3 separate regions of the Mus musculus genome follow, and regions 1 and 2 are each linked to region 3. Evidence: chromatin contacts called from public promoter capture Hi-C data. All regions are on one chromosome and are shown on one strand. Each heading gives the region's core, a stretch centred on a gene start, on an enhancer-like site or on the middle of the called end of the contact. The rest is flanking DNA. Distances are from core to core; before and after follow the strand shown. Region 1 has its middle 230 kb from the start of Gm34499. Region 2 holds the start of Dlgap5 (DLG associated protein 5). Region 3 holds the start of Samd4 (sterile alpha motif domain containing 4).

Region 1 (3,424 bases), core at 799-3,298, 890 kb after region 3:
TTTATGGCTTATTACAGTGCAATAGTACTGTGACATGAATGCCTATGATGTGAGAGAGGTGACTAGGGTGAGGGCTAGACCGTTTGAGATGAGAGTCTTTTTCCAGAGCTCAGAAACTTTCATCTTTATCTCTAAAACATTTTGGCTTTGTTTTTCTTTACAAATCAGTAAAACGTTTTGCCTCTGTGTTAAGCCTTATTCAGGGAAATCAAGCTTGTATCTTCCTTAACAAATTGCCTGCTTTCTGTATCACAAACATAGACAACTGCTTTCATCTATCAACCCAAAATAGAAATAAAATTTACAGCCTGTTGTTCAAATTAGGCCAGCTGTGAATTCCTCTCAGCTCAGGGAGGTTTTATGGCCAACCATTCTTAAGAAATATGTGTTAATTTTACCAATTGAAATTTTATTTATGAAGAAATTCCATGTACTCAGGAGGATGGCATGGATAGGCTGGCTTTGTTGCAAATGAGTAACCCAGATCCTATAAAGATGGAAGAAGGGCCCAAGATGCCCCTTCAGTGAATGAAGCACTGGAATTTATTTTCCCACTGAGGTTAGGGATAGCCAAGACCTCATTCGGGGCCATGCGTCTATAACCTACCAAAAAGCTGGAAGACAGTCACCATTTCTGAGATAAAGCAATGATCTCTATGGTTTAAAAAGATGAAATACATAGCTAAGACTTGAGCGATTAAGCAAAGGCTACAAGAATTCATCTCTCAGCTTTACTCATTTCTGTCACTATTTTATATACACTGAAGCTGACTTCAGTAATGGAAGGCATCCACTTCCTTTATGTATGTGAATTATGTTTCTGGGGCTCTCAGCATGAGAGTGGTACAGAATTCTTGATAGGCTGAAGAGAGGGGCCACAGATTTTATAAGTGCCTTGTGCTTTTCCTCTCAGAACCTGCTTTTCACATTTCATTTCTTTCCCTGTCTTCCTCATCATTCTTTTTGTGGTCAGTCGGGTTGCCACCCAAACCCACAGTGACACCTGCTGGCTAATCAAATATGGCCCGACTTGCTGCAATCAAAGCAACCCAGGGAGTGTGTTAAACTAGCATTAACTACTACAAGATTCTTTCAAACTCAGGAAGGTGAGAAAAGCCTGAATGACTATGGTTAAGGGTTGTTTTGGAAAATCTTCCCGAGGCAGTAAACATGTAAAATGTAAAAACTGTGGGTTTCTTTCTTTTCTTTTCTTTCTTTCTTTTTTTTTCCCCCCTTTGAGAGTTTTAAGTACAACCTGGACCATGAACCAATTATTTAATTGTGAGATAGAAGTTATGCAAATAATTCATGGCAAGTCACTCTTTGTAATGTTTGCATCAGTCACATTTTTATTGCATATGGTAGCACGTAACCATCACGAAACAAAGTTCCCCAAAGAACAGAATACGCACATGGACGGTTCTTTTTTCTCTCTGACACAAAGGGTTAAGTTGTTAGACTAACACAGTCCTTCTTAGGATTCTTCACAACTTTCCCAACCTTTGAGGAAGTTTCTTTACTAAAAAATATTGATATTTGCTCAATTGTAGGGATTTTATACATGAGTAATTTTGGTGGGGTACCTTTTTGTGGATGTTTGCTTTATTTCAAGCAAATCCATTTCTGACTTGAAAGGACAAATTCTGTTTTGTTTTGTTTTGTTTTGTTTTAAAGACAACAGGGATTTTTTTTTTAATGTGGGGACATTTCTTAAAATATTGACATTTTTCATTCAAAGGTTAAACTCGAGGAAAAGCTTCTCCATACACGGGCTCATAGTTGAAACAAGAGGTTGTCCCCAAAGGCTTGTAGCAGCCGATGTGTACTGGACAGAATTCTTGGCCCTCTTCATCCTCGCTGTGTGTTCTCAAAGCCAGAACTTCATTTAAGCATGACCTTAGAAGATGAGTGATCCTCTCAGCATTTCCTGGTATTTGGGGAAAGGAATGTTTTTATTTGACTGCAGATGTCACTGGGTTTACAGGAAGGATTTGGTAACACATTCATGCCAATACTGCACTTACCCCGGATTTTTGCTCTGTAGGAAGAACACATGTCAAGGCTCACTGTTTGTTAAATGGGGAGGTTCAGTACACCAGAAGCGTCTATTATAAACATTGTGACTCCGTGCAATTTACAAAATGTTCTATCTCCATTAAACAATAAACCCTTGACCCCAGAGCTCAGTTTGGGGATTCTGTGATTCGAGAAGGTACACATAATGGATGGCGATAATAAATGAAGAGGTCAGAAGGTTAAGAAAAACTGTTTAATTATTTCTCTCTCTCGAGTGTGTGGGCTGCAGATGAAGGTGTGTTTCGTCTGCGGTCCTCCTGGAGAAACCCTGTACGGACGGGACCCACCCAGGCAGGCCAGGCCAGGCAGGGCAGGAAAGCAGGTTGCTGGCCCTCAGCTGTGTTTGTGAACTCGTCGTCTCTAGATACCCTTCCATCTCTGAAGCTTTGCAGCTTCTGCCAGGAGTCCCAGTGCCAGGCCCTGGGTTCATCATCTGTTTTCCGAAGAGTTTGGATTTGTTAGCATGAGAAATTCATTGCTCACAGTTGCTTCCCAGCTGTGGCACTGGTGAGTGCAGCCTTTTTGCCTTATTTATTTGTTGAAAACTATGTTCTGTCCTCTCTTGGAAGTTCTCTTATGTAACCAGTCCTGGATGCAAGCCCTCGGGCACTCAGTCTCAGGCCCTCAGCTTGCTTGTCAGTGAAAGACCTCCCCCTCGAGCAGACTCCTCACTTGAACTTCACAAGGTCAGGGTGTCCGCCTGAGGGCAGGACGTGGCAGTTCTCAAAAATCTTGCTGTTCTCCAATTCCTGCCGTGGAGAAATAGATGAAGTCTGTAGACTTGGGCTTTGGTTGGAGAACTGGGACTGGGATAGGGGGGGTTCTCAATGTAGCTTGAGAAGCAGGTGAAAGGACCTTCTAGAAGCTGTTCTGCCCAAAATTCCTTCAAGAGTCCAGTGTGTTCAAAGCAGGAGCCAGCAAGGAATGCTTTGTCGGTCTCCCTCCATCCAGGGTTTGAAGGTTAGAGGACACTTCTGTGGTTGCCAAATAAAGGCGAATCCTTTAGTGCTTCCTAGCTTTCAGCCAATCCCAAACACATTTACAGTAAATTGCTGCCTGTTTCGCTCCATCGAGACTTGTGGAAACCGGATCAGAAGCAGCTGGTCAGACAAACTTTGGCTTCTAAAGTCTAGCAGAAATGCATTGTGAAGAAAAGGAACCTGGCCTGGCTTTGATTGAGACACTTAAGGTTTCCACCCCACCTCCCCGATAATCTGGGAAAACAAAACAAAACAACAACAATGACAGCAATAGTAAACAAACCCAAAGCTAAAACTATAATGAAATAATGACAGCAATTTATTCACTTGTGGTCTTAAAGTGGAAGAAGGTACAGTTACCTTCACAT
Region 2 (3,443 bases), core at 208-2,707, 540 kb before region 3:
TGATAGGCCACTACCTGGGCGAGTTCTCCATCACCTACAAACCTGTGAAGCACGGCCGCCGCCCGGGATCGGTGCCACCCACTCCTCCCGATTCACTCCCCTCAAGTAGCCGAGGCCAATAGAGACTCAGTTTTGGGTCCCTGGGTGGTGGTGGTGGGTTAAGATTTATTTTGTTTTCTGCCTATGAGTGTTTTGCCCACAGAGGTCAGAATGTGATGGATCTTTTAGAACTGGAGTTACAGAGAGTTGTGAGCCACCACGTGGGTGCCTGGGTTTTCTGCCAGGGCAAGAAAGTGCTCTCAACTGCCAAGCAACTCTCCAGCCCCCAGTCTCAGCTATTTTAAAACAACAGTGAAACCCAAACAGGAACCACATTGTCACACACTGTTACTACGTCTTAAGGTGTCTTTTAACACCTTACAAGAACAGGTTTGTTTCCTGCAAACCATGTTTTTCAACCTATGCTGAACTTGTGACCCCATGATGTACGCCCACCCCTTTGCCTTGTTAAGTTCCTGAACACCTGTGATGACTCCCCTTCCACATGCTGTGTTCTTGCATTTATCTACCCCATAGGTAGCCTTGAACCCCGAGTGGCTCACTCTCCCGCTGGCCCAGATGCTAAAGGCACTAAGAGTCAGTTATCTCCAACGGCTCTTTTTTTTTTTTTTTTTTTTTTTTTTTTAGCAACCCTGACCCATTCCCATAAAAAGAACCTCAAAAGCCAGTGAGGGGCTGCTCTCTGAAATCTCCACTTTGGGAGACCGCAGCTGGCTGGCCAGTTTGCTTTAATCAGATATAGCTTGCTTTAATCAGCCACTCGCGAAATTGGTGTTTCTTTCCCCCATCAGATCTAACATAACCATGAATATTATGTCAGTTACCTATCTTCATCTTTCTCTTTGTATGTCCCAGAGGTCTCAGTGCTGCTATAGAGCTGCAGGCAGCTGGTCCTCTTTCCCAAGATGTTGGCAGGGAAAAAGCAAAAGCCAAACTTACAAACTCTTTCCTAATTTATCTTCCCGGTGTCTACTGGATACCGATCAGTCTACAAACACATGGTCAGCACAGCTGTCCTGGCCCAGGCGTTTTTGTTTTCTTGATATCTCATGGGATGTGTGCCTTCGTTTATGTGTCTGTTAGAAATCTCAGTTGATTTCTAAGGCAGACGTTAATTTTGCCTTAGAAAAGAAGGAGAAATGGAATAAATGATCTCGTTTAACTTAAAACCTTTGCCTTTTTTTAGCGTGGATGCTCAGCCCGTAATCCCAGCAGCACTCAGTGACAGGCAGGAGCATCTCGGTGAGTTCGAGGCCAGCCTTGTCTACATAGTGAGTTCCCAGACATAGTGAGACCTTGTCTTAAAAACCAAAACAAACAAACAAACAAACAAACACGTTTAAAAGGAAAGAAGAAAACCGGCCTGAAGAGCCAACAAGTGCGGCCCGCCCCACTGAGTTTATAGTGTGTCGCTGCCACGCCTAGCGGGTTTACCGCCTCCCTCCTCCCCCTCGCCCTCCCGCTCCCAACCCTTTGCCTTCCAAACAATTTAAATGTCGCACAGAACCAACCTATCGCAAGCCTCGTTCGAGGGGAAGGGGCGGGAGCTTCCGGAAGTGTTGGCAAAAGTCCCTCCAATCAGCGGCTGGCAGCGGGAAATTTCAGTTCCGTGAAGGGTCGGTCCGGGAGTTCCTTCTGCGGATCGGTGGAGTTTTCTGTGTTGCGACATTGTTGTGGATCCAGAAACTGCTTCAGGTAAGTGGGATCAAGAGTTCAAGGTCCTCCGTGGCTGCATACCAGCTCGAGAATGGCCTGGGACGAGACTGTCCCGAAAAAATTTAAAAATGGCCTAGGTGAGATGGCTCAACAGTTAGGAAGGAGCACTTGTTTGCAGAGTTAGCTTCCCAGCATCCCACGTAGGGCAGGTCACAAACTCCTTGTAGCTCCAGCGTCAAGAGGTCCGACACCCTCTACTGGACACCAGTATGCATCCACCCCAACACAGAAATAGACATACACATAAACAACAAGAAAAAAAACCTTTGGAAAAAATTGGCATGAAAAATGTAGATTATCCTAAAGCATTGACAGCGTATTAGAGATGAGACTCTACCCGACCTGTATGCTAGTAACCTCCCAAAATAGCCCACAAGTGTCAGTGGATTCTGCTTTTCCTGAAGACGCTGTCATTTCTCTCTAACCTGCTGTAAGTATTAGACGGAGAATCTTAAGATGAGTGCACAGGCAGGGGAGCTGACCTGAGAGGTCCACTTGACCATCACCATGACACAAGCCATTAGAGAAGAAGGACCTCAGTTGAGGAAATGACGACATGAGGTCCAGCTGTAAGGCATTTTCTCAGTTAATGATTAATGGGGAAGGGCCCAGCATCTTGTGGGTGGCAGCCATCCCTGGGCTGCAATCCTTGGTTCTGTAAGAAAGTGAAGCAAGCCAGTAAGAAGGGTCACTCTGTGGCCTCAGCACCAGCTCCTGCCTCCAGGTTCCAGCCTTGCTTGAGTTCCAGTCCTGACTTCCTTTGATGATGAATAGCAAAGTGGAAGTGTGAGCTGAATAAGCCCTTTCCTCCCCAACTTGCTTTTAGGTCATGGTGTTTTGTTGCAGCAATTGACACCCTGTCTAAGACAACCGTGTTAACAAGTTTTGCTTAAACTCTTTCTCTAGTAGTTGTGTTTGACACTTTCTCTCTTTTCCTTTTTTTCTTTTGGTGGGGAGAGGATTAAAACAAGGTTTCACATAGCTCCCACCAGCCTCCTTTGGAGCTGAGACCGACTGACCATGAGCAGGCCCTCTTGTTTTGGTTTTCCGACTGTGGTTGCACAGTATTTATCAGGCCAGCTTTAGCCAGGTGTTAAAGTCACAGGAGTGTGTTCATCACAGTAGGGTGATGCTGCGATGAAGGGTCTAGGTGGGTTTCAGACCTTACTTACTTCCTACTCATAACCCCCAAATAGGCCGTGGTATCTCATCTGTGATGACTTTTCTACTTTCATATCTACTCATATTTTTTCCATTGTGAGTTTTAATATTTTCATTTCAAGGAAGTGCAGAGTGGTGTAGGAGATAGATTGAAGTCTTGATCATTTTTATTAGTTTACTAATTTATCTCTTTGAGAGAATGTTTTACTCTTTAGCCCAGGCTATGCAAAGCTCACATGATTTGCTCGCTTGAGCCTTCTGCCTGCCACAGCCTGACCTGAGATTTTATTTTACTTTTTTTAAATAATAAAATGAAAATCCATTTATGTTGGTGTCTGTTTCTCCTCTTTGGCAGGATGCTGGTGTCACGTTTTGCCAGTCGGTTTCGGAAAGACTCGAGCACTGAGATGGTTAGAACCAACTTGGCTCATAGAAAGTCTCTGTCTCAGAAGGAGAACAGACACAGGGTGTATGAGCGAAACAGACACTTCGGTTTGAAGGACGTC
Region 3 (3,346 bases), core at 734-3,233:
GCTGAAGGAAGCGGGCCTGGGTCTGGCTTACGCGCTTGAGCAGCGACAGCAGTGCAACAGTCTGCTCGCACTCGTTCCAGCCCTTAAACCAGCCCGCCAGCACCCCGACCTGGTCGCGAAACATCATGGTTAGGGGGCCGCCCTCCGTCTACGAAGCCCCTTGGCGCTCCTGCCCGCCCCAAAGTTTGGCGGAGCCGCAGCCCCGTGGCCTCCCGAGACACGTTCTGGTTCCAAGGTCTCCGGTGCCCGGGCGCTGCAGGTACTGACTCTGCTCCTGCCTTGCTCTCCTCTCTCTATCGGTTCAGTTACGTTCTGGTGGTTCTGGTTGATTCTCCAGAGACGATGACAGACAGTAGCGCGGAGATATTTTAAAAAAAAAAAATAGCGATTAAAAATGTAAATCCCTCGCAAGGCACAAAACTGAATGAAGATCGCTCCTTCCCCTTTTCTCGTAGCTTCAGGATGGTGATTTCCGGCGTCCTGGGGTCTCCTCCCCGCTGGGCGGCAGCTCGGACCCTTCACACCCGCATTCCCAAGCGGCAATCACTACTGAAAGGACAGAAAAAGCTGCAGTGAGACCTCGGCACGCGGACTGGAGCGTCTAGGGGGATCCGGGAGTGAGAGGGAGCTCGGTAGGGGGTGTGTGGAAGCCAAGGCTGGGGGAAGGGGTGTCCCGCGAAGGGAAGTCCCCTAAATTCCAGCCGGCCTCTCCACACTCGGATGCGCGAGCTGAGCTATTGCACACTTCCTTCCCAGGTGCGGGAGGAGACCCCGCGGCTTCCTGTTGCTGCGGCTGTGACCCGCAAGTGCTCCCTGCACACCCCACCCGGAGTGGCCTCTGGGGCTGTGTCTGCGAACGCCAGCACCAGCAACAGATCCTCCCCGCGCTGAAAACTTGCAATGCGGCTGTGAAGGGGCGCGGGGGTGGGGTGGGGGCTAATGCAAAGCAGAGGCGGTGTCAGAGGCAACCAGGGTTCCAGCCTCCTCCTCCTCCTCCTCCTCCTCCTCCTCCTCCTCCTCCTCCTCCTCCTCCTCCTCCCCCTCCTCCTCCTCCTCCCTCCTCCTCCTATTCCTTCCCTCCTATTCCTTCCCTCCCTCCTCCCTCCTCCTCCTCCTCCCGGAGAAGCAGCCGTACGGCTGCAGCTCCATCTACAGCAACAGCCAGCATCTCCGCCGCCAGGCTCCCCTCTGGATTTAGGCCGTGAGCAGCCGCAGCGACAGCTCGAGACAAAAATAAACTCTCCCTATCCAAAGCTCGGCGCGGCTCAGTCAGAGCCCTCACTCCCCAGCGCCGCGCCAGCCCACCCGGGAGGTTTCCCTGGGCCTGCTTGACCCACGACCATCAGATGTGTGTGCGCGCGCGTGTGATTTAGGCATCCTGCCCCCGGTCCCCGCCGCCGCCTGCGGGCCGGAGTGTCCTCGCCCTCCGGTCCCAGGCCCAAGGCGATGCGGTTGGGGGCGCACGCCTTACGCAGGGACCGCGGGAGCCCGTATCACGGCTTTCCCAGGCGGCAGGGCGGACCCCGAGGGAAATGCAGATTCCTCCCTTCCGCACACGCCCCCCAAGGACCTCAAAGAAGAAAAGTTAGGTTTAGGGGCTCTATCGTCCCATCTCAGCTCCCGTGGCGAGGCGAGCAGAGACTAAGCGCCGGACCCTCTGGGGGCCGCTCGCTTCCAGCATCTGACACCCAGAACTTCTGGGTAGAAGAGCGAAGCCCCCGGGAAAGGGTCGGAGGAACCACTGGGTGCCTCGCCCGGGACAGCAGAAGGGACGCTCACCTCCACGCAGCTCATCCCTGCGGCTCGGGGCCCTGCGCGCGGGTCCGGGGCCGTAGCAGCAATCAGTGGGGTTGGGGGCGCTCGGAGCGCGGGCTGCGGGCCATGCCGTCGGGGCTGGCGGCGCGCGGAGAGGGCAGCGCTGCGGGTTCGGGGCGCTATCGCTGCCGCCACTGCTGCCTCCAGTGTCGGCTCGCGAAGGACTGAGCCGCCCGGAGCTCCCCACATGCTACTGATTAACATACACCATTACATCATGGGCTTGGCAGGGAGCGCCCGAGCGGGGGGAGAGGAACCCGGGCGGCGGCGGCGGCACGCGGGGGAGTCGGGGGAGGGGGGGAGGATCCCCGGGCCCGGCGGGCGGCGGGTTGGGGGGAGGGACGGATTCCTAAGCCCGGGCCATAGAGGAGGAGGGAGCCAAGTGGGAGGAGCGGAAGAGCGCAGATTGGAAGATCTGCGTAGAGAAACACAGAAGTTTGGGGAAGGGGAGGGGTCCGGGTGAATTCCTCTCGGCTGCCACCCGCGTGTTCTACAACGGCCAGGGCACCGGAGCCTCCGGAGCTGGGACAGGAGTGAATCCCAACGGAGCTGGACTGGAGCGAGAACGGTGCTGCCACCCGCCGCTCGCCCTTGGGAATGTGGCTCCCCAGGTCCAGTGACCCTTTGGCCTGGGACCTGTGGGTGGCTGACTGGTCCCGTGGGTGACTGACTGGTGTAGACCGTAAACACCCGGAGTCACTGTCTCTGGGGGCTTGGACGGATTCCTGGGGTCTGGGACGCATGAAGTAGCAGAGGGCGGCGAAGGGCACAACGCGCAGGGCTAGATGTGTCTGGCCGCGGTGCTCCACGAGGCCCTTGTCTAGGAGAAGCAAGCAGAGCCTGGTCGATCACCCTCAGCCCAAGTCCGGCGCTGGATGCCCTTTATTTTTGCAGTCCTCCATACCCGCCTCAGGCCTCGCTTTCCCGAGAGGAGGAGGCGGACTTCGGGAGCCTGATCTCAAGCTATGCTTGGCGCGCGGCTGTGGCTTGTGGCCTGGAGCTGTGGCCCCAGGCGCCCTGGGCGACGGGGAGGCGTGGCGAGACCACCTGTCAGCACCACGGAGTTTGGGGGACGCGGCTTTCACCTGTGCCTGCAGAGGGCGGGGCCAGAGGCTGGGCCGGGATTTGTCGCTGGAAGCTCTAGGTCGCCTACTATAAAATGCTTGCATGGGTCAATTACCCAAAAGAAGGGTTGACTAAAAATACCCTAAAGCCTAGACATTTCTGCATCTTCTAATGCGAACGGTCACAAAGGGACTGGCCAAAATCCAGCCTGTTTCAGAAGAAACACCGAGCCTTCGAATTTGTTTTCCAGAGACTTGGGAGCATTTATAAACGAGAGCTGGAAAAGCAAACGTGGGTCTGCCCTGCTCTAGCTAGCACAGTTTTAAAGGTAAAGTGTCCAAGGCCTTATTCCTCCACCTTTCAGCTCCCACACTAGCATCTGGATTTCCAATCCTTTCTTCTACCCTGCTCCTCGGATTTCATGTCTGTCTCGTGTAGGTCCTGTCAGTGTGACAACACCTCCCAT

The links. Promoter capture Hi-C pulls out the DNA fragments that hold promoters and counts their contacts.
Region 1: a contact with region 3 is called in a promoter capture Hi-C map of liver, with 2.1 times the contacts expected there. The contact joins the enhancer-like site here to the promoter of Samd4 in region 3. A contact is called at or near these places in 5 of 39 promoter capture datasets (the 3T3-L1 cell line, hippocampal neurons and liver), 1 of 484 Hi-C or Micro-C datasets (muscle stem cells), 2 of 115 datasets of contacts at active chromatin or transcription factors (neural tube and pancreatic cancer cells) and 1 of 9 other capture datasets (adipose tissue).
Region 2: a promoter capture Hi-C map of pre-B cells shows a contact between it and region 3, with 4 times the contacts expected there. The contact joins the promoter of Dlgap5 here to the promoter of Samd4 in region 3. A contact is called at or near these places in 5 of 39 promoter capture datasets (the 3T3-L1 cell line, cranial neural crest, liver and 2 more), 1 of 484 Hi-C or Micro-C datasets (embryonic stem cells), 2 of 115 datasets of contacts at active chromatin or transcription factors (large pre-B cells and pancreatic cancer cells) and 1 of 9 other capture datasets (adipose tissue).

What each region holds. Positions count from the first base shown.
Region 1 is chr14:45,991,440-45,994,863 of GRCm38.p6, reverse strand. No RefSeq gene overlaps it. Among named protein-coding and RNA genes, the nearest start is that of Gm34499, 230 kb to the left of the region's middle. Within about 2 kb of position 2,048, at least 18 of the 459 cell types and tissues checked have an H3K27ac peak or open chromatin away from gene starts, as enhancers often do. A contact at or near this core is called in adipose tissue, liver and muscle stem cells, where this site is marked.
Region 2 is chr14:47,416,421-47,419,863 of GRCm38.p6, reverse strand. Dlgap5 (DLG associated protein 5) reads left to right here and starts at 1,457. Exons shown (of 19, transcript NM_144553.2): 1 at 1,457-1,755; 2 at 3,293-3,443. The coding sequence starts at 3,294. It also overlaps the pseudogene Gm8353.
Region 3 is chr14:46,881,602-46,884,947 of GRCm38.p6, reverse strand. Samd4 (sterile alpha motif domain containing 4) reads right to left here and starts at 1,983. Exons shown (of 13, transcript NM_001037221.2): 1 at 1,780-1,983; 2 at 1-549. The coding sequence starts at 127. Gm34934 (a long non-coding RNA gene) reads left to right here and starts at 2,149. Exons shown (of 2, transcript XR_383407.3): 1 at 2,149-3,208.